Linked DNA regions of Mus musculus: regions 1, 2, 4 and 5 are each linked to region 3. Evidence: chromatin contacts called from public HiCAR-type, HiChIP or PLAC-seq and promoter capture Hi-C data. All regions are on one chromosome and are shown on one strand. The core of a region is the stretch at or near the end of the contact, and the rest is flanking DNA. Distances in the headings are between cores, read along the strand shown.

Evidence for each region. Promoter capture Hi-C pulls out the DNA fragments that hold promoters and counts their contacts. HiCAR-type assays count read pairs that join an accessible place to other places. HiChIP or PLAC-seq counts read pairs in DNA pulled down with a chosen protein or histone mark.
Region 1: a contact with region 3 is called in a promoter capture Hi-C map of hippocampal neurons, with 14 times the contacts expected there. The contact joins the promoter of Hif3a here to the promoter of Clptm1 in region 3. A contact is called at or near these places in 1 of 39 promoter capture datasets (hippocampal neurons), 1 of 484 Hi-C or Micro-C datasets (B cells) and 1 of 115 datasets of contacts at active chromatin or transcription factors (embryonic forebrain).
Region 2: a contact with region 3 is called in a HiCAR-type map of astrocytes, with 5 times the contacts expected there. The contact joins the promoter of Pnmal1 here to the promoter of Clptm1 in region 3. A contact is called at or near these places in 1 of 39 promoter capture datasets (hippocampal neurons) and 1 of 115 datasets of contacts at active chromatin or transcription factors (astrocytes).
Region 4: a contact with region 3 is called in a HiCAR-type map of astrocytes, with 4 times the contacts expected there. The contact joins the promoter of Ppp5c here to the promoter of Clptm1 in region 3. A contact is called at or near these places in 1 of 39 promoter capture datasets (hippocampal neurons) and 2 of 115 datasets of contacts at active chromatin or transcription factors (astrocytes and pro-B cells).
Region 5: a contact with region 3 is called in an H3K27ac HiChIP or PLAC-seq map of embryonic stem cells, with 4 times the contacts expected there. The contact joins the promoter of Gng8 here to the promoter of Clptm1 in region 3. A contact is called at or near these places in 4 of 115 datasets of contacts at active chromatin or transcription factors (astrocytes, embryonic limb bud, embryonic stem cells and 1 more).

The regions. Positions count from the first base shown.
Region 1 is chr7:17,059,639-17,064,058 of GRCm38.p6, forward strand. Hif3a (hypoxia inducible factor 3, alpha subunit) reads right to left here and starts at 2,789. Exons shown (of 15, transcript NM_001162950.1): 1 at 2,718-2,789. The coding sequence starts at 2,743.
Region 2 is chr7:16,957,423-16,961,888 of GRCm38.p6, forward strand. It overlaps Pnmal1 (PNMA-like 1), which reads left to right and starts at 2,257. Exons shown (of 3, transcript NM_001007569.2): 1 at 2,257-2,469; 2 at 2,787-4,075. The coding sequence starts at 2,800.
Region 3 is chr7:19,662,967-19,667,258 of GRCm38.p6, forward strand. Clptm1 (cleft lip and palate associated transmembrane protein 1) reads right to left here and starts at 2,064. Exons shown (of 14, transcript NM_019649.2): 1 at 1,968-2,064. The coding sequence starts at 2,039.
Region 4 is chr7:17,024,884-17,029,491 of GRCm38.p6, forward strand. It overlaps Ppp5c (protein phosphatase 5, catalytic subunit), which reads right to left and starts at 3,031. Exons shown (of 13, transcript NM_011155.2): 1 at 2,810-3,031. The coding sequence starts at 2,930.
Region 5 is chr7:16,889,058-16,893,506 of GRCm38.p6, forward strand. It overlaps Gng8 (guanine nucleotide binding protein (G protein), gamma 8), which reads left to right and starts at 2,729. Exons shown (of 4, transcript NM_010320.3): 1 at 2,729-3,299; 2 at 3,393-3,454.

The sequences.
Region 1 (4,420 bases), core at 1,539-4,038, 2.6 Mb before region 3:
GGCTGAGGCCCAGAGCAATGACAGGGCTAGCCTGGGTGGCTCAGGAGGTAATCTCATGGCCATTCCAGTCTACCTTGCTCAGTTGTCTCTCAGGGAAGCTTCATACCCACCATGCACCCACCATTACCTTCCTGCTTTGGAAGCCACCTCAGATGGGTGACAGAAATTGCCGAGGCTCCCAAGAGCAGGGTCTGTTGATTTCAGGCACCTCATTGTGTGTGTGTATGTGTGTGTGTGTGTGTGTGTGTGTGTGTGTGTGTGTGTATGTGGTGGGGGAGAGATCTGTTTCCTCACTGGGAGAGTTCTGACTCCCATTATCCAAGACTGGAAGCTGGTGCTCTGGGAGGGAAATCCCTGGGCCAGGGAGTGGAAGCTTGGGGGTTTGAACCCTGACTTTAGAGCCTGTGTTCTAAAATGTTATTCTTCAAGAAGGTGTGCCCACCACCCCAGGGACTCCTGTCTGTTCCTTTCTGCCTGGTGGCCTTAAGTCCTTTCCTCCTGTCCCAGCACCGCTGCGGATCTCCCTAGCTGGCCCAGCTCTGGGCCAACCCCTTGGCAGTGTGCCCAGCCTGGGACGTGCGCCTGGAACCTTGCCACCTTCACTCCGTGTTCTAACTGAGAACAGAGGGTGGGGCCTAGGGGCCCAGGGTGAGGCCTGGGAAGGGGGACTTGGGGCCCAGTGGTGTCTTAGCCAAGAGAGAAAAGACCCCATCTCTTTCTCACCCCGAACAGCTCAGGGAATTAAGACATTAAGAATTTTCACATTCTGAGCTTCTCTCTGACTCTTAGCTGGGTACTGGGGGGTGGAGGGGCTTGCCAAAACTGTAGAGGGTTTGAGGTGCACTGGGGGCTTAGCTTTACATCTGACCCCTTTGATATTGCTTGGAGGTGACCTGAGAGGCCAGGGGACAAGGTTTGGGTTGGAGAAAGGACTTAAGGTAGGGGTCAGTGGGGAGTCTCTCTGACCTTGATCCAACTTGTTCTCATGTCATTCGGTGGGGTGTCTAGCCATCTGTCCTGTTTTTCCCGGAAACCCTGCTCTCAGGTGGGTATTCAGGGCAGTGTGCTCATTCTTGATCTCCTATGAATACTCCCCACAAAGAGTAAGATGGCTTGGAGACGGAAGCTAGAAGAAAGAAAGGGGCACACGGCGCCAGAGGTAACCACTCACCCTCACCCAAGCCCCCTCTGATGCCAACTGTCATCCTGGGGGTGCAGGAGGGGCCCGGAGCTCAGCTGTGAGGCGGGTGCAAGTTGGATGTGCGGCCGCGTGGGATGACACCACAGGAAAGGGCTGGCCTTGGGTGCTAACGGGAGGAGGAGTGGGGGGGGGGGAGCGATGACACCCTAGTTAAGTTAGGAGAGGGCCCTCACACAACCATAAAGGGGCGCTGTCACGAGCGGCACCAGGGATGGCCTAGAAGGGGTGGGGACTGAGTTCCCGGGTGGGCTCAGGGCCAGAAGTTGGAATAGATGGGCCAGACAGGGCCAGAAAAAGGGCGAGCCTGGGTGGGTTGAGGTAGGGGGTAAAAACTGGGTGTAGAGAAAAACCAATCAGATCTCGGAAGCCAGGGAGGAGGGACAGGGGTGAGGCTTGAGGGATGCCCCAATTTAGACAGGGAATACCAAGAGTCTAGGAAATTTTTCTGGGGTCTCCCGTGGCAACCTGGCGAAATGGGCTCCACTGGCTATGGTCCCAAAGCCTCTGCACCTGTTGCAAGGTGAACACAGAACCCGCTTCTTCCTAGGATAACCCCAGCTGTGTCCAGCCACAGGAGGGCGCTGCCTTCCCTTGATTAGCCAGGGCATCTTTCGGAAGGATGTCTCTCAAATAGGGTTTGGGTGGGGCCCTCCTCCCTCAATTACAGACTGGGTCCAGGCAGATGAAATTGACACAGAACCAGATCGCAGGAAGTGGCTCAGATTTGTTCTGTTGGTACTGAAAAGGAGCGACCCTACTTATTTAATGCTGTTTTTTGAGACAAGAAAATGTAGACCAAAGCTGGTCTGGAACTTGCCATGTAGGCCAGGCTGGCTTTGAAAGCATCAATCTCCTATAGCTTTCCAAGTGCTGGGTTTACAGGCATGAATCTCCTTCCCCAGCTATCATTCCACTCTTTGAAAGGCAAAAAGACCTTGGTTAGGTCCCACACAGCCTCTAATGAGGACCTCCCTATCCCCATGTCATTTTAGAGCATTTTGAAGCTTGGGAGACTGTTAGAAAGGGCATGGTAAAATTAACCTCTCTCCTGGAATTCAGAAATAGTGTCTTTCAGGGACTCCCTAGAAACTCCAGTTTGGGGATCCCTTATTAACACCACAAGAGCTAGACTGCCAAGGAAGACTCCTTTCAGGGATTTGGAGGAAAAGACTTTTTTGGAAGAAGTCTTCCTTGCTCAAACGCGACCACCTCCAATCCATAAGGAACTTGGAGTTTCACCCCCAGCCAGATGGAGGATTGAACCCGATGTATCTGGAAATTGCAGCTCATAACCCCAAAGCAGTTCCAGGGGAGGGGGGCGGGACAGCTGGAGCTCTGGGGGTAAATCCCTGATACCCTGAAAACCTCTAAGGTGGAGGGTGCATCGGGATGTGTCCCCAATCGGGCGCCTCACAGTGTCCTCAACTTGAGCCACACCCCAGAGATGAGGGGTTCCCTTAAAGCTCCGTCAAAGAGAGCCCCCAGACCCCACCATCCTATCCCCGAAGCCCTGTACCTCACGCGCTGCAGCCCCAACGCCATGGCTCGCCCTTCGCGGTTCCAGAGCCCTCGATGCCCAGCGTCCCCCTCCCCTGCCTGTGTGAGCCCCCTCCCCAGCTCCACCTCTGCCACTCCATTGGCTGGTCTTTGCCCAGCCCGCGGCTCTGATTGGAAGGTGGGCTTGTTGCTCCCGAGAAGGAGGAGGGACTAAAGGAGAAGACTTGGAACTTCAAGGGGTTGGGGAATCCGATGTAATGCACACCCCCAGCCACGCCCCTGCCCCAGACTTCCTTGGCAGTCCGGAGCCCGCCGGGCGTGATTTCCCTCCAGTCTCTGAACTTCCATATGTACACTTCTGAACCATCTGATTCACTGTTCTCTGTGTCCCAGTTCCTGTCGCAGTCTCTGCCTTCACTCCCACCTTTCCCAACCCCCTCTCCTTTCTCCCGCTCTGTCCTTTTCTTGACGTACCAAGTCCCCACTTCTCTCCACCCCGAACTCTACTTCACCTGTATTTCATAACCCCTTTCTTTGCCATACCCCATGTCCCTCCACTGTGTGGCCCCACTGTGGACCCCGCCTCCCAGAATCTTCCTTGTCCACCCGTCTCCACCCCATCCTGACCCGTGGCCTCTCTTAACTCCCTGTGCAGGTTCCTGCGGATGAATAATTAAGCTTCTGTCAAGTAAATATGCTTTAGCTTCATCACACCCACTTGTAAAGGGAACAGAGAACCGATGAGAGATACGTGCGCAGTGACATGGACAGGTGGAAGACGGTACAGCTGGGTAAGGAAGAGGAAGGAAGTTCCTGTGTAGGCTGGAGAGGGCGTGGACACTAAGGACAGGGGTGAAGGAGCAGTGTTCCTTCCGTATGCAGGTTTGGGTACACTCTACACTGCGGCAGAAATGGATTTATTGTTTTTGAGTTATTGGGCAAGCTCCATCTTAGGACTTTCACACATAACTGCGCACTCTCTTTAGAGTGCTCTTCTCGGCTAGACGGTTGGCTCCAGGTTTAAGGCCCTTGCTGCCAACCCTGAAGACCAGTGTTCAATCCCCAGGCCCTCCCCCCTCCCCCCACATCGTGGAAGGCAAGGTCTTTGATTTATCTGCGCGCACGCGCGCACACACACACACACACACACACACACACACACATACACACACCACACGTAAAATGTAATAAAAAACTTAAAAAAATTCTCCTCTAAAAATCCACATGGCTCCCCACCTCAACTCAGGAAAATAGTAAGCTGTCTCCTCCCATTGCCTTCTCTTCTCCATCTTCCTTCTCCTCTTCTTTCTCCTTCCTCTTTCTTCCTCCTCTTCTCCATTTTATTTTCAGATGGGGTCTCATGTAACCCCGTCAAGACTGGCCAGCAAGAGCTGGCCTTGAACTTCTATCCTCCTGCCTTCACCTTCCAAGTGGATTACAGGTGTGTACCATTATGCCCAGCTCCCATGCCATTTAGTTTCAGTTGATTTTATTTGAATAAATCTGACTATATCCATGCTATCAGCAACTCCAGGGAAGAAGGCAAAATCCAGACAGAGCCAATCACTGTAGGACTTCCTTGGCCACAGTGATTACCAGTTTTGGGAAGATATATGAACCAAACTAGTATAGTGAAGATTAACTCTGAGGACTTTGCTGTAACTGTCAGGAGAGAGGGTTTATTTATTTCTTATTGTTTTATTGTGTTTATAGCACAGAGGA
Region 2 (4,466 bases), core at 1,007-3,506, 2.7 Mb before region 3:
AAGCATAGGCTGGCCTCAAATTTGAAATGCATCCAAGGACAGCCTTGAAATTTTAACCCACCTGCCAAGGGGATACAGGTGGGCACCACCACACTGACTTGTTTTTGTTTGTTTGTTTGTTGTTGTTTTCGAGGCAGGGTTTCTCTGTGTAGCCCTGGCTGTCCTGGAACTCACTCTGTAGACCACGCTGGCCTTGAACTCAGAAATCCACCTGCCTCTGCCTCCCAAGTGCTGGGATTAAAGGCGTGCGCCACCACTGCCCAGCCCCATACTGACTTTTAACCAATTAATTCTTTTGAGACAGTCTTGTTATGTATCCATGATTGGCCTGGTACTTGATATGCAGACCTGGAAAGCCTTGAATTTTCTGGGATCCTCATGATGAGAAAACTGGCATGCACTACTATGCCTGGCTTTATAAACATATCTTAATTGATTTACAGTCAAAATTTTCATCTTTATTTAATGTGCATAATTCCTTTACCTGCATGTATACATGTGTACTCTGTGTAACCAAAGTGACCAGAAAGTGAGACAGATTTTTTGGATCTTACAGATGATTGTGAATCACCATGGAGATGGACCCTGGGTCCTATTCCAGTGCAGCCAGTGAGCTATAACCCTTGAGCTATATAACACCAGTCTGATAAACACTTTTCTTTTCCTGAGAAAAAGTCTCACTATATAGCATTGGCTGGCCTGGAACTCGGTGTGCTTGTGGTGGCCAGAGTCAATATGGGTGTCTTCTCCCCATATTCACTATGTAGCCTAGGCTGGCCGAGAACTTGCCATGTAGACCAGGCTGGCCTAAAACTCAGAGATCCTCCTGTCTCTGTCTCCCAAGTGCTGGGATTAAAGGCATGTGCCACCACTGTCCGGCTCGCCCCAATTACTTCGTATTCTATCATCATCTTCTTATTCTTCTTCATCTCCATCACCAACATCACCATCATCACCATTCCACACCACAAAAAGTCCCCTGGAAAAGCTTCCCTTCTTCACTAGTGCTGTGTTCACGGACCCGTTTCCTGGGCAAGTCACCCAGGCAACATGACCCAACTTACTCTTCTCCCAAGGCTAGTGGCTTTGTTATTATAGAAAGGGTCATCTATTTTACTAAGTCACGAAGGAAAAGAGCCGCCATTCATTAAAACAAACAAACAAACAAACCCCTAAGGATTTGTTTCCATCTTTTTTTTTTTTTTTGAGATTGTTGTTGATAGGAGAATGAATCTGAAGGTGAAAGATGATTTGAATAATGCCACCCTGCTACTACCTCACATACCATGGAGTGACCACACACCCTCCCAGGAGTTGTGAAGTCAAGAAGGAGGTTCAGGGCTCCCAGAGGTCCCCATGGTTTAGCCACATCCATCCTGCAGCAGATGGCCTTGAAGAGCACACAGAACTGCAAGATCCCACTTATCTAGGGAGATGACTTCCTGCACTGCCCTTCCTCCTGGCTGCACTTGACCTTGCCCATAGATACATCCTCCAAGCCACGGGGTCCCTGTGAGGCATCTCTCCTCCCCATCGCTCCCAATCCACCTTTTCCATGTTAGAGAATACAGACAAAGGGACGTGAGGACCATGGAACTCTAGCTGTACAGACGATACACATTTGCTTTGTATAAGGAATTCCACAGTATAGTCTATCTGGGAAATAAATACTGGATTGAGAAATAAATTACTTTCTTTACTAGAGCTTTTAATTTTTTTAAAAATTTTCATCTATGTGTGTGTTTCTTTTATGTGAGTGTAGTGCCTGTCAAAGCCAGAAGGGGATATTGGATCCCCACCACCACAACAACACATTATAAAACAACAACAACAACAACAATTAATTATAAAAGTTTCCAGACATGGAGGCACAAGACTTTAATTCTAGCACTCAGGAAGTAGAGACAGGTAGGTTTCTGTGAGCTCCAAGCCAGGCAGGGCTACACAGGACCCTGCCTTGTGGGTGAGGGTGGGATATATATATATATATATATATATATATATATATATATATATGTTTATGTGTGTGTGTGTGTGTGTGTGTGTGTGTGTGTGTGTGTGTGTATTTAAAGAGAAAAAGTAGTCCGTGGTGGAGAAACGGCTCTGGAGGGATGCACAATGTGAACTTTTTGCCCAATGAACACCTAAGCAGTCACAGCAGTCGCATCTTTTGTCTGTCTTCCATGTTAAGTTTGATTGCAGAGCCCACACACAGCAGGCTAGGATGATGCTTAGCAACCAATGGACTGTTGCCATGGAGACCGCCGGGGATGCGGATCTGAGGACCTTGTGCAGGAAGCAAGTGCGCATGAGTGATCTTCAACGCCAGCTGGCCAGCTCGGTATAGATCAAGGCTGTGTGACCTGTGCTGACTGGAGCTGAAGCATAGGGACGGAGTCCTGGCCTCTTTGGGGCCAGAGCCTGCGCTTGGGAAAGCAGCTGTGCTCCAGGCTCCTAGCTTTGACCTGGGTGAGTTGTCAGAAGCGGGGGAGGCCAGAATATCCCTGTGAACCTGTGGAGCGCCAGGCTCCAGGAACCATATTCAGGACACGTGAGCACCAGGGGCCCAGGCTGGGAAGGAGGATCCTGGGAGCGGGGGTGGGGGGTAGCGGGGAGGAGAGGCGCTATGGACGAGGCGTTGTGTAAGGCCAAAGCTGTGGAGGAGTCAGGGGAGACCTATATTCCTGTCCATCTTCCAGGGGATTTGACCTCACTGCCTTGTTACTTTGCAGGATTCATATTTGGGGAGCCTTACTTTACCTCCACCCCCTTTCTTTCACGAACAGGTAGAGCAGAAAGATGTCGGAGCCCGTGGCCATGACCCTGCTGGAAGATTGGTGCAGGGGCATGGGAATGGACATCCACAGATCCCTGTTGGTCACTGGGATCCCTGAGTACTGTAGCCACGCAGAAATTGAGGAGACCTTGAATGGGGTCCTCTTGCCACTGGGCACATACCGTGTGCTCAACAAAATTTTTTTGAGGCAAGAGAACGTGAAGGCTGCTCTAGTTGAGGTTAGCGAGGGTGTGAATCTGAGCTCTATACCCCGGGAGTTCCCAGGGAGGGGCGGTGTCTGGAGAGTGGTCTGCAGGGATCCCACCCAGGACGACGACTTTTTAAAAAATCTGAACGAATTCTTGGATGGCGAAGGACGCACTTGGGAGGATATGGTGCGCCTCTTGAAGCTTAACCCTAACCCACCGCTACCGAATTCAAACCAGCCTCCACCGAACTGGGCAGAAGCCCTGGGGTTGCTCCTGGGTGCAGTAGTACAGGTCATATTCTACATGGATGCTGCAATCCGTAGTCGGGATGAAGAAGCAAGGGCTGAGGAGGCTGCTGAGGCTGAGTTGATGGAGGCTTGGGCTTCCACAGCGAGGAAGAGAGTAAAGAAGGAACCCGGGCTGGGCGTCGAAGTGGGCTCAGCTTTCAAGATGGAGGACCGAAACTATTGGAAGAACACAGAGGACCATGGTGACCCTCCAAAACCTCTAGTTCGCAGGCCTGGAGGTAAGATTCGCTCCAGGAGGAGGAAGCAGAAAAAAAATCTTAAGCAAGAGCCAATATGCTGGAGGAAATCCCAGGGCAGCAATTACAACAGCAATTACAATAAGGTTAATTTGGAAGCTGGTGAAGCTGCCCAGAGCTCAGAGATCCCAGAGTCTGTCAAGAGCAACAAAAAACCCTTTGTGAAGCAGGAAGAGACAGTATGGAAGAAGAAAAGAGTCTGGAGGGATCCCAGCGATCTTCCTCGGTCTGCGCTGCCTGCAGCTGACAGCCCCGGGAACCTAGAGGATTCAGATCAAGATGGTGGACCGGAGAACCCCGCAAAGAAGAAAGCCATGACCTGGGCCTCTAACAAGATCCCTGTCCCCACGAGGAAGAAGAAGAAGATGGTGAGCTTGGGCACTCTCTCCTATGTCCTGCTTGATGCTGAAGCCACCAAGAACAAAACAGCGATTCTGAAGAAAGGGCTTGGTGCTAGAAGGGCTGTGTCGGTACCTCATGATGCACCTGCTTCAACATCCAGGCCTCAGAAGACCAAGCTGGGAGCCTTCCCTCGAGTCTCCAAAGGTGAATGCACATAGAGATGACTTGGTTAGTTAAGGTGGGGTTCAGTGGGGTACAGAGGGGGCCACAACAGGGTAACCAGGAGGACCTCAGGATATTGGGGGAGGAAAAAACAAGCTACCCTCCCAGGTGAGGATTATCAAGCAAGAGGCTGGGCCTCCCTCCTAGAGCCCTTACTAGGCATCATTGGGGTCAAGGTTGACCCATGACCATCTGATCCATTTCCCTCCATAAAAATGTAGCAGTTTTGGCGCAGGACATCGTGTCACATGCTTGTAACCCCAGCACTTGGGAGGCAAAGCAGAGGGTTGAGAGTTTAAGGTCAGCTGGGCTATATAAAAATTTATGATTTGAGATTCTGTAGTCTGTTGAGGTGTAGGGATCAAAGGCTAAC
Region 3 (4,292 bases), core at 814-3,313:
ACATGCTACTGACATAAGTATGCAAATACCATACTTATCACTGCACAGGGCAGCCCCACAGTGAGGAATTTGCCAACTCAAAGTGTCAATACCAAGGTGTTTTTAAGCTGGACAGTGGTGGCTCACAGCGGTATTCCCAGCACTTGGGAGGCAAAAGCAGGTGGATCTCAGAGTTCCAGGCCAGTCTGGGCTACAGAGTGAGTTCCAGAACTATAAAAACAAACAAGCCAGGGTATAATGGGCACACCTTTAATTCCAGCACTTGGGAGACAGAGGCAGGCAGAACTCTCTGAGTTCTAGACCAGCCAGGGCTACAAAAACGTGAGATGGCTACAAAGACAGTCTCAAAAAATTAATAAAAACGAAAAGGGGGGAGAGAAAAAGAAAAAGAACAAAGAAAGCCTAGTCTAGTCTAAAGAAAATAGTTCATGCCAGATCTTGATCTGCTTTAAAAAAAGAGAAAAAAGAAAAAGAAAAAAAAAATGTGTACTTTATCCTGAAGGCCAAAGTATGAGCATTAAAACTTTTCAAGCATAAGCTAGGATTAGAAGTAGACTGTCATCCCAGCACTTGGGAGGCTGAAGCAGAAGGGCCACCATCGGCCCTAGCTTCATAGGAAGACCCTGACCAAAGTCACAAAGCAAAGATTTAGAGCAGAGATGGGAACCAGAGAGGCTCCACATGTGACTGGAAGCTCAACAGTCTCTCACGCCACTGCCACCCAATAATCAACAGAAACTTACAGGAGCCAGTCCCAAGGACCAGAGGCTAGGACGTCCCTGCAGACCCCGCTGGTGTATTCACCACAGCAGGGATAAACCAGCAATTTCCTGAGCTGTGTGCACCCAAGGTCTGGTTGGAAATGCCAGAAAGACTCAGTCAGAAAAGGTGGGTTCTACCTCATCACTTGAGTGTATCTGTCCCCCTCCTTTGAGACCCTACAGCCCCTCATCCCGACTTCTGTCACTTCCCGAGTCTGTTTACGCTACCATCTCCTCTCCCACTCCCCTCACTGCAGGGACATGACTGGAGACATCTTTATAGCCATAAGGCTGGCCCTCTCGCCCAAGTCCTCCATTAACCACTGGGGAAATAAAGACCCAAAGGAAGAAAACTTGTCCAAGGTCACATCCAGTCAGCTACATGCACCCCTCCCAGTCGGTACTCCTCACCCCTGAGCTGCCTCCTACACGGCAGTGACATCCCAGTGGGTGGGTCGACAGCACCTTGCTTCCACTCCATCAATTCCAGCAGAAGCCTGCACGGTGCCTGAGTGAACTGCTATGCTCTGAGGTCTCAGTTTATTTGAGGTGGTAATGGGTTGGGAGGCAAACGCGCCTGGATCAATTATTTCTCTATTTATTTGATCAGCTTGGGCTAAAACAGCGCCCATCTCAGCCCAGACCACCCACAGTCAGCTTTTTCCTAGAACGGACACCAAAACTAACCTGGGTGACCTTCTACAAGCGCCTTCGTCTTGTCGTCCCTCGGATCCTTGTCTGTGAAATGGGTCGGTCGGCCTCCGCAGCCCATGCCCTCTACCCACCACAATTACCGTATTTGCCCTGAGCTTGAAAACTCTCAATTAACCAACCACTGCCCCCGATCTCGGGCACTGCGGAGCGGACCAGGAACACCAGCCCTCTCTAGAAACAGTGCTGGAGGCTGGAACCACACAGTCGAGGACCGAGTCTGCGCCCCTCCGCGCCACCCTCTCCTCCGCTCGAGCAAGGAGTCCGCTGGACGCCCGGCGCGAGCCTGCAGGAGACCCGGCGCGCAACAGGGCCGGGTTCCCGCCACCGTCCGGCCTCCTGGGCGGCCGGGCGCCGCCAGGGCCCAATATTCAAGGTCCCTCTGGGGCATGGAGCCCCCGGTGCACCGGGTTCCTCCAAAAAGGACAAGACACTCCCTGCAGGGGTGCCCCCCGCTGGGGAAGAGCCCCCTCAGGCACCTCTCGGCCTCCGTACCTGACCAGAGCTGCCTCCCCCGGCCGCCACCACGGCGCTGCCGGCCCCGTCCGCCTCCTGCGCCGCCGCCATCTTCCTGCTCCGGGTCCCCGCCCCCGCCGCCAGCCCCGCCCCGTCCCCGACGGCGCCAGCGCGATCGCGCGAGATTTTACGCTTAACCCGTCCCCACCAGGCTTCCGTATCAGAATGGAGCGCCTCAAGCCACGCCCTCTTGAAGGACCAACTAGGCCACCGTACTCGACGTCCGCCCCTTTCACCGCAATTTGGTTGTTTTGGTCTAGCAGGGAGTGACTTCTCCGAGTGCTTGAACTTTCTATAGCAGGAAATGCTCTTTTCATGGGTTCTACTTGTTACACTCGGCCAAGGTGGATGGTTATTTTTTTGATTGTATGGTCTTCCCAAGCAATTCCACCGCAGTTCGGATGGCCGTTTCTTCTCGGGTTTTACAAAGTCGATGGTTTCGGAGCTTTTCCGGCCACCGTAGCGATTCGCTAGAGCCACGCCCCTCTTGAAGAGAAAACCCCTCTCTGGCTGCGGATTTTCGACCTAAGGGGTGGTCATTACTTTGTTCTTTTCGCTTCTGATGCGATTTCCTTGTCTTAAGCTTTCGTCATCAACCCTCGGAGACTGTAGTTCATCCTTAGGCCGTATCTGCTTTCTTACGGACACCACACCTGGAAATGGGACCCTAGTCACTTTTTTCAAATAAAGACTCGTTTATTTGTTTTATGTACACGAGCACTGTATCTTTATGTCAGCAGAGGGCATCAGATCACCTTATAGATGGTTGTGAGCCACCGTGTGGTTGCTCGGAAGTAAACTCGGGACCTCTGGAAGAGCAGATATGCTCTTAGCCGCTGAGCCACCTTCATCCCGGACCTTAGCCGCTTTTAGGCCGCTTAGTTTAGCACTCGTCTTCCATTAGGGGTCTGTGCTTTCTTGCAAACCTCGAATCTTTAAACACAAAGACAGGATCTCATTCTGTAGCCCAGGCCGGCCTCAACTCCTGATCCTCCTGCCTCAGCCTCCAGAATACTGGGATTAAAACATAACATACATGAGAGTAATAATCCTATTTTCTCCTTTTGTTTGTTCGTTTTGATGGGTAAAGGGAAAGGTCTTGAAATGAAGCCCTGGCTGTGGCAAGCATAGAACTTGCGGCATCTTCTAGCCTCATCCTCAGGAGTGCTAGGAGTGCTATCGGGGATTACAGGTTATGTCTCAGCACATTAAACAAGTGAGAGACCAATTCCTTTGGGTTCAGACTCCATCTCAGAGAATCTGACTTAAGATTGAACTCAAGTAAACTAACAGGCCGGTACCTAGCACTAGTTCTAGGCTACACCGCAACAAGAGCTTGAATAAAAAGATCCTAATGCAATTGCTTTGGATTTGGCTCCTTGGTGGTCTTTTTGGGGTTCACGAACGTTTGTTTCATGGCACAGCACAAGAACACCATGATTTTACATTAGATACAAAATCTCTCAAATTGTTAGCTACAAAGTTAGTGAATTATATCAGTTACAAAAAGTTCTCAAATTTTATAGTAACTAAAAAGTCAAAGATTGTTAGACCACAATCAAGGACTGGGAGTGTTGGTGCTCGACTTTAGTCTCAGCACTGAGAAGGCAGAAGCCAGTGAATCTCTAACTTCACCTGTTTCAATAAGCAATTATAAGATACCCAACAGGAAGACTGAGAACTGAACACTGATCCTCTGGAAACAAGCCCCCTTAATTGGTGAGAGTGTCTATATCCCTACTAAAACACTCTTTAAAAAAAAATAGCCGGGTGTGCTGGCTCACACCTTTAATCCCAGCACTTGAGAGGCAGAGGCAGGCAGATTTCTGAGTTCGAGGCCAGCCTGGTCTACAAAGTGAGTTCCAGGACAGCCAGGGCTATACAGAGAAACCCTGACTCAAAAAAAAAAAAAAATTCATTATTTTATGTCTTCATGTATGGATGTGCACCATATATGTGCCTAGTGTCCTTGAAAGCCAGAAGAGGGCGCCAGGTCCCTGGAGCTGGAGTTACAGACTATTGTGAGTGGCCATGTAGTCCTGGAAATGGAACTCGGGTGCTCCAGAACAGCTAAGCCATCTCAGCTCCAACTAAAAATCTCCTTAACATAAGGGCCTGGAAAGATGTCTCAGCAGTTAAAAGCACTGGCTACTCTTTCAGAAGACACAGGTCCCTGACACCCTCACACATGCAGGCAAAACACCAATGCTCATAAAATAAGGATAAATAAGTTAGCAGGGTGGTGGTGCACACCTTTAATCCCAGCACTTATGAGGCAGAGCCAGGCAGATCTCTGAGTTCGAG
Region 4 (4,608 bases), core at 1,781-4,280, 2.6 Mb before region 3:
CCCCCTTCTCCCCGCTGAGACCAGATGCGTCTAACAGGGAGAGCTGCACCGAGCACGTGGGGAGGAAGGGGATATCCGCCTTCTGCTCACACACTCTGACCCTGGGCAAGAAGTTTCACTGTGAGGTGGCTTCCTCTATAAACCAAAGTGGCTGCTCTCTGCCACCCCCAATGCCCCAGGCAGGGTTCAGCTCAGGAGTGCCTGGCCACCACAGGTTTAATGAAAGCTAGCTGCAATTATTCTTTTTATTGGTATCCTTACTTATAGCCTGAGCCTGGGGCTCTGTGCTTGCCACTGCCTGCCCACAGCAGCGGGAGGCCTGGATCAGGAAGGGTGCTCCTTCAAGTCAGCTCCAGGCCAGGCCCCTCTGGCTGCCTGCCCAGCCCTAAGTTCCTGGGAGCCCAAACCTCAGGACCTGGGAGGCAGGGGTGAGGGTGAAGGGTCCTTCCCGATGGCTAACTCCTTCCCCTACCTGTCCTCTGCAGCAGTAGCCCAGTTTCTGGATGATCTTTTCAGGACCCAAGGAAAGATGGCCGCGCCTTCTTCCAACCAGTACATAGCTGGGCCTAGTCAACTGGTGCTGGTGGCCTCCAACCTTCCAAACCTTGCAAGCCAGGCTTACCGTCCTGATAGGATCTCTCACACTCATTAACTTCCCTCCCTTCTAGCAGCCCCACCCCGCCCTAAGCCCCGTTCTTTAGAAGGCATGAATCTGGACCAGCTTTAGCTCTCCAGGGCCTCTGCTGACAGCTCAAGTCCCCTCCCACCTTCTATGTGTAGCTGCATCCTAACCCTTCTAACCACCTCCACTTCTGCCCCACTCCCTAGTGCCAGGCTCCACTCACCTTAGCCACCTGCTCCCCTCCCCGTCTCTGGGCAGCCAGCCTCAGTTCCTCCCACTAGCCTGGTCAAAGGCTCCACCCCTCACCTGTCTTCCCTTCCAGTCTCCTCTCTCCAGCCTGGCCTTTGAATCCAGTCTCTGAACAGCAAGGAGGACCAGTACCCAAAGTAACTGGACCACTCTCCTAAAACCCCTCCACAGCTCCAAGCCACCGTTAGGATGACACCTATAAAACCACTCAGCCCCCGAAGGCTCTAACTCTGGCCTCACCTCTCTCCTTGGTCTTCACAATCCTCCCACCTCCACCTCCAGAGAGCTGGGATGACAGGCAAGCACCATGTCTGGGCTTATCCCCATGGGGGGTGGGCACCTTTCCCCAAGGACTCTAAATCCTTCTCACCTTCCCCCACCTCCTCCAGATCTGTTACAGCTGGGTCTGTTTCTCTTTTGGGCCATAGCTGAAAAAGCATCCCTAGGACCCCCACCTACTCCCTCTTGCCATCTGCCCCCAATTCTCCATTCCCTTTCAGAACCGAGACACTTGTGCCTGTTGGTCTCCAATTCCTCACTTGCCTTCACCAGCCAGGGTCTTCTGGGCTGGCAGCCTCTTTATCATCTACAACTGCTGTTAACGTCACCGCGTTCCTCTGGGAGCAAAAGCTCTGATGGACAGTGCCTGGGGCTAGGTGATCAGGCACGTGGCTTTCTTTCCGGAAGAACCTTGTTTTCTTAGCCTGTGGCACCTTTCCTGGTTTCTCTTCCACCTCAGTCACTTCTCCTCAGTAGCCCCTTTTCCGCTGTAAACATGAAAACTCCATCCTAGGTTCTCTCTAGATCCCACTCTCTGGTGACTTCATCCATTCCCAGGGCACCTCCAACCATAGGCTGGTTACACTCAAAATTTTCTCCAGTCCAGACTGGTCCCATCTACCCACTCAATGTCCCTTTTCGGACAGCGAAGGAAACCCAAAACTCATCTTTGTGACGAATTCAGATTTTGCATGCTCTGTCCCCTTATCTTAATCTTCTCTTGTATCAGTCTTCCCCTCGTACCCCCAGTTTCCTCAAACTCCAGCCAAGCCAGTCTGTTTTCAATCACTCTCCACCCCAGGGTCTTCACACAAACTCAGTGGTCAGGACCCACGTGTAAAACTCCTTGTCAATTCGCCTCAAAAAGCCTCTTTCTCCAGGCACTCCCGACCTCACCATCGAAAGCAGACTCTAAGCTGTATTTCCTGTGTTGTCACCTTGACCCAAAGTGATCATCACAAGTTTGCAATGATTGGTTCTGCTTAAATCCGAGTCATGTGTTGCATTCATCGCTGCAGCCTCAGAGCCAAGCACAGGCCGTGTAGCACATGACACTTATTTAATACAAGTGTACTGAAAGAATGAATGAACGGAGACATGTCCTCCCACATGGCACTCTTAGCCCAAGATCACCCTATTCGTTCCTGCTCCACCTCTCCACCCTACTCGTTTCCTTGGATCACCCCAAATCGCCTTCCAATATAATTATCTACCTCCATCCCCATAATTCCCTTCTCTATTGGGCCTTCTCTTCTCGGTCATACTCATCTCAGGCCTCCCCACTCGGCAGCGCCATCACTGCCCTAAACACATGTCACTATTTGGTAGCGCCCTCTTCAGGTCTGACCACCATTTAGCACCTCTGTCCAGGTCTCACATTTGGTAGCACTCACATGTCGGCCCCCTGCTTTTCCCCTATCGTGTAGCAGCGCCTGCCTCAGTCTCCCCAGTGAGTGGCTTCTGCTTGGTATCCACTTCTCAGCAGCTCTCCCCAGTCTGTCGTCCAGCCTGAGCCTCCTCCTCGCGCCTGGCTACTCTGTAGTGCTTGCCCGGCGCCCAGGCTGCCGCTCCGCGTTGCCATGGTTCCCCGCCGGGCCTGGCACCCCCACAGCCTGGGCCGCTGTCCACCCTCCCTCACCCCGTCCGGGCCGGGCGCACCTTTGAAGTAGTCGTTGGCCTGTGTCTTGAGCTCCTCTGCCCGCTTCAGAGTGCCATCGGCCGGGGGTTCGTCCCGGGGGGTCTCAGCACACTCAGTCCGCTCGCCCTCCGCCATCGCCATGCCGCAAAGCGACCCCCACCCTGGCAACGGCCGCTCGCGGCACCAGGCCGAACCGTCGCGAAGGAGTGCCGAGTGACCGCCGCCGCTGCCGCACAAGTGTCGTAAAGCGCGGGCCCCAAAGGCACTCCTGACGCGCCTGCGCGGCGTCCCCCCCAACTTCCCCCCCCCCCCGCCCCCGCCCCCAGAGCGCCGGGAGGACAAGGTGACCAGAGGGTATCCAGACCGTACTTGTACTTGTAGAAGTAGCCAATCAGAAAGGAGAGAAGGGGCCTTGTGGATGGGGGCAGGCCGGGAGGGCGCCTACTCCCAAAGTTGCGAGGCTGCAAAAGTTTCTTGGAGATCCCGGCTTCCTTTAGGGTTGGTGATTGGGTTGCGTTGCCTCCGGCGGGTGGGGCTGCTTTCAAACCAGCACCCTGCCCAACCCGGAGTTTGCTCTGGAGCTGGGTGCTGCCAATTACTCGTGTGACCTTGAACAAGTTTATCTCTTGTCTCCTCAGTAACCCTTTTGGAAAATGGGTAGTTTCTCAAGCAAACAAAATAAAACTTGAACGTTGCAAATCAAGGCTCTTTTTGAATTATTAACAAGGCATCCCGATCTTCAAGTCTTGACAAGTCTCAATTGTACCATGTTTGTTCCGAGCCCAACAGCATCCTTATTAATTTATTTTATTTTTTTATTTTGAGATAGGATTTAATTATGCAACCCTGGCTAGCCTGGAACTTGCTATATAAACCAGGCTGGCCTTGAATTCAAAGACCCAGCTGCCTGTACCTCCCAAGTGTTGGGATTAAAGCTTTGCATCATCATGTCAAGTCCTAGAAAAAACCTTTTAAAGGGTCATGGATGTAGCTCAGTTGGTAGAGTACTTGTCTAGAGTGCTCCAGGCTTGAGTTCCAATTCCAGCACTATATAAATCAGGCTGAAAGGTGCACCTCAGTAATTTGAAGGCTTGATAGGTGGAGGCAACAGTATCAGAATTTCAGGTTCAAGGCCAGCCTGGGATACCTGAGACGCTGTTCCGAATACAAACAACCACACCAAAGGGATTTTTTTTTTTCTTCCGAGACAGGGTTTCTCTGTGTAGCCCTGGCTGTCCTGGAACTCACTCTGTAGACCAGGCTGGCCTTGAACTCAGAAATTCGCCTAACTCTGCCTCCCAAGTGCTGGGATTAAAGGCGTGTGCCACAACACCCCAGCCCCAAAGGGATCTTTTAAATGACACTGTTGCTGCTTGCATTTCCTGTGCCTGGATCAGAGCTTCAGCCTCCTCTGATGCTTGCGTTCATCCTCCCTCCTCCAGTTTACCTTCCATATGGCAGTCAGAGGCATCTTGCTGGAATACTGTAAAACTGGCACCCGCCGCAGCCTTCCATGGCTCCCCAGCTCCCTCGTGAGACAACCCAAACTCTTTCTGAGAAGCCACGGGTAGTCTAGCCTCCAGTAACATCTTCAGACCCCACTGTGTATCTTCCTATTCTAGTCTTTAAGTCCTCAATCTAGACACTAACACTATATATAAGTGCTTTAAGGCTGTGTATCAGCCTCACCTCCCCCGCTCCACCCCTGACTACAACTAACAATCACTCTGGAAAATCGATGTTGGTACACATGTCCATTTGACGTGTGTCCACAGGCATCAACGTATTCCTGAAGAGTCTGACTGAGAGTGAATCTGAA
Region 5 (4,449 bases), core at 1,479-3,978, 2.8 Mb before region 3:
GCACTAGGGAGTGGATATGATGTTATTCTCAAAAGTTCTTCCCCAGAGGCGGCTGCGGTCAGAAGGGGGAAGGGATTTGGCTAGGGCTGCACAGGCCCTTAGAGATGGTCCACACAGATAGGAATGGTTATTTTTCTCCTTCCCAGCCCCTCTGGACTCTGTGTAATTGAGGATGACCTCAAACTCCTGGTCCCCTTGACCTCCGTCTCCCAGGTGATGGGATCTGGGATTGAGGGTGTGCACCCCGAAGCATATCTTCCCACCTCTCTCTTTATATGTATTGATTTAAACCTTTTGAGGTATCACAGCTATGTGCCCATTTCACACTGATGGCCATATTCTTTTAAGATTTATTATTTATTTTATGTATATGAGTACACTGTCAATGTCTTCAGACACACCAGAAGAGGGCATTGGATCCCATTACAGATGGTTGTTAAATGGTTATGAAGAAATTTGCTGGGATTTGAACTCAGGTCCTCTGGAAGAGCAGTCAGTGCTCTTAACCACTTAGCCATCTCTCCAGTCTCTGGCTGTATCCTTAATGCTGCCTTTCTCAACATATCTGCTATACTCATCTCTTCCTTGGTCCCAGGAAGAGATCTTTGGGCATGGATGGGAGTGACTTAAAATTTGAGAGGGAACTTGGGGACAGCAGCTAGGCATGGTTAACATACCTGTAGTGCCAGTGCTCAAAAGACAAGCAGAAGAACTGTTTTAAATTCCACCAGGCTAGACTACATGGTGAGTTCCTGGCCTGCCCCTCACTAGCCCCATGGTACCTCTTCTTCTGATCGTCTTCTAAGCTTGCTGTGGTCGCTGGGAATGTGGCTAAGCCGTTAAGCGTATCTGTTCTTGCAGAGGACTGGGATTTGATTCTCAGCACCACATGGTGACTCACAACCATTTGCAGCTCCACTTTCAGGGGACCCAACACCCTCTTCTGACCTCTTCAGGCACCGGACACACAAGTGGTACACAGACATACATGCAATGCAAGCAAAACACTCATAAAATAACTATTTTTTAAAAAAAATAATAAAAAGTTTTGGGGGCAGGATAAATGGCTCAGTGGTTAAGAATACTTTGTTCTTGCAGAAGGCGTGGGTTCAGTTCCCAGCACCCACATGGTGGTCCATAACTAGTCATAGGTACCTGTATGGTGCACATACATAATACATACATAGAAGCAAGACACTCGTACACATAAAACACATCTTTGAAAAAAATGAAAAAAAATTTTGCTATGTAGCCAAGGCTGGCCACATGCTGAATCCTTGAATTACTGGTATCTGTTTTACCTGTGGTTTCCTGCACAATGGAATCCCTTTACCAGCTAAAATACAACCCCCAGTCCCCTCCCCCACCCCCCCTTTTAGGCTGGTCCACTTTCTAGCACCAGTTGAGATGGAAACTTACTGTGTAGTCCAGGCTATTCCAGAAGTTCTGGTCCTCCAGGCTCATCATCCCCAGTGCCTGGATTACAGGTACCCTGGGACTTGATTCTAGACAAACACCTCAAAACTTCTCTACAAGGAACATGTTGACAGGGTCAGAGGCAGAAGGCAGAAGCCAGCTGAGGAAGCCAAGAAAATAGCGAAGCTGAATTGAGTTTGTGGGAAGAAACTGGATTCTGGACTTACTTTAAGATGCTTAATGATTAAGGACTTCGAGATGGTTCAGCTGGAAGATGGCCTTTGGCACCAAGCCTGTGGGCCCGAGTTCCACCCTGGCACCCGCATGATGGAAGGAGAAAACCGAGGCTCCCAAGGTGGTCTCAGTTCCACACCAAGGCTGTGGCACTGGCACACACCTCCCCATACACACAAAAAATAAATACGTAAAATGTAAATCTGCAGATTAGGAGGGAGCTGGAGGTTATCCAGACCGTGTCTGTTTGTCCTCCATCCTCCTTCCTCTAGCCTTTGGTCCGGAGACGGGGCTGTCACCCTGCCTTTCCAGCTTTAAGTAAGCTGGGTTTCTTCCCCAGTGGCGGCCGAGGCCAGATCTGGGGATGAAAACCAGCTGCGGGAGGCGCCGGGCTCGGCGCGCGCCCAGGCCCCTCCTAGGCGCCGGCAGACACCAATCTTTGGCTCCCCTCCCCCTTCCGCAGTCCCGGCCCCGGGCCCTGGCACGTCCGGCGCGCCTGATACTTTCCAGATGTGGGCCGTGTTCTCCTTCCAACCTGGCCCTGTGAACCCACGAGGGAGGGGGGGCAGGGAGCCAGGGTTCCATACTCCCAACTCCAAAAAGCTATCAGGGTGGCTCTGACTTGTCATCCCAGCTCCCTTGGAATGGCCAATGCAGGAAGGTCGCAAGTTCAAAGCCTGCCTTGGCCACAGAGAAAGTTCAAGGCCAGTCTAGCGCAACTATAGGAGACTGTCTCAAAATGAAAAAGTTAAAAAGGGCCATGGGATACAGCTCAGTGGTTGCTTAGCACATACGAGATTTTGGAGTCTATCTCCGGTACTGCCAGGTGGGAACTATCAGAGGCTGGTATCTTTCCCCACCAGTTTGGCTTCCCAGGGCAGGCTGTGAAAATAGGGTTGAGCTGTCTGCAAAAGAAACGCTTCTCCTTACTCCACCCCTGCCCAGGGTTCCAGCATCCCAGAGAGCCAGAATGAAAAGGAACGTTAAACCCCGCCCTCACATCCCTCCAGGCCACGCCCCATTCAACACACCCCACAAAGCCCCTCCCTTGATCACACCCACAGCATGCTCTCTCCCTATAGGCACGGCCTCCGCCGTGTGGTCCAGCGGGGAAGGCTCCCTCTGTCTCTCTTGTCTCTTGGCAGGCTTGACTCGGTCTCTGAGTGTCTGTCTCCAAGGCTCAGTCTGTGTATCTGTCTCCTGTGGCCTCTCCCTGTGCATCCATCATCTATCCTTCGTCTGTCTCTCTGTGAACTTAGTTCTGTTTCTCTTTGCAGTTCTCACCGCCCTCTGAAGTTCTCTGTCCCATTTTCCGTCCTCTCACTCTGATCCCTCACTACTTTCACCTTCCTAGGGAGCCATCTCCCTCTCTTATCCTTCTTGGGTCCCCCAGATCTCCCGTTTCTATCTTCTGCTGGGCGGACGGGGACGCCTAGTCTTCGCCTCTTCTTCTGCTTGAGCTCCTGCAGCGACTTTGGTTCGCGGGCGCCACCGTGTGGCCAATAGGGAGTCCTTGATGGCGGCGAGGCAAGCAAGCGATGCTGTGGTCTGGATGCGACGTCCAGAGGTGGTGCGACCCACGCCAGTGTAAGGGCACGCCTCAGAGGTGGTGTGGGACGCCAGCAGATGATGTGTGACTGTGTGACAAGGTGAGATTAGGAATGACAAGAAGGGGTTCAGTGGGACTGTTAGAGTAGGTGTGATGTGTGGCTGACCATGTTATACTTGTTACACTTTATCAGCGAGACTGTGGGCCACTGTGTATGGCATTGGACCTGAGAGAGGACCTGCCTGGAGACTGTTCGTAAGTCTGACCACATGTAAGGGTGACCACGCGTGTTACAGAGCGTAGAGAGTCAGGGGAGCTGGAATGCCCAAGTGATCAAATGATCGAATGCAAGAGGGAGGCTCGGGAGAGGGACCTAGTGTGGCCAACTGTGTGGATGTGAGACAGTATGTCTGCCACACTGGTGAGTCCTGAGAAACTGGGTGACCACGTGTGACGCTGAGAGGTTGGCTTGTGTTTGTGACTGCCTGTGCAAAGGTGTGTGATTGTTCTGGGTGGCAGAGGTGAGTTTACAGGGTCTGCGAGACAGGGAATGTTGAATGTAGAAGAGAGAAACAGTGAGTGAGTGAGTGTGACAAGTGTTTGTAGTATAGACTTCAAGGCCCAGCAAAGGCTGTGCCCACAATGGTGTGTGTGTGTGTGTGTGTGTGTGTAAAAGACCATGTTATCAAATGTCAACAATGTATGATACCAAAAGACACTGTGCCGCTATGATAGTAATAACATGTGACACAGTATGGGGAGGGAGAATGTGGGCCACTGTGTATCAGGAAATTGACCAGGAGTAAATGTGACCACACAAAGGCGCTCCTGGAAAGAAAAGCACGTGGTTCTCTGTCACACTAGGCAATGGAGCGCTTGGCAGTGAGGCTGAACCAGTATGTGGTTGTGTGAGACTCCAAGACAGTGTGAATGCGAACTTCAGGAGAAGTTAAAGCTGCACTGGTAGGTAACAATGTATACATTTGACTCTCTAAGATACTGTGCCTGACTGTGCAGTGACCTCTGCTGTGAGAAATCATGAGTGTCAGCAGTGGGCAGGTATATTAAGGACCTTTGTCATTGTGTGTTGGGTTAAGTGGGGGGGTGGGGGGTGGGGCGGGACTGGGTTACTCAGTGACCCAGCAAAATAGGATGCATCCCTGTGTGAGCGACTTTTGAGTCTGTGTGCTGTGATGTGCTGTGATGGGGTGAGGCTGCTACTCTGATGGCCTGTGAAAGAGTGGGAGGCT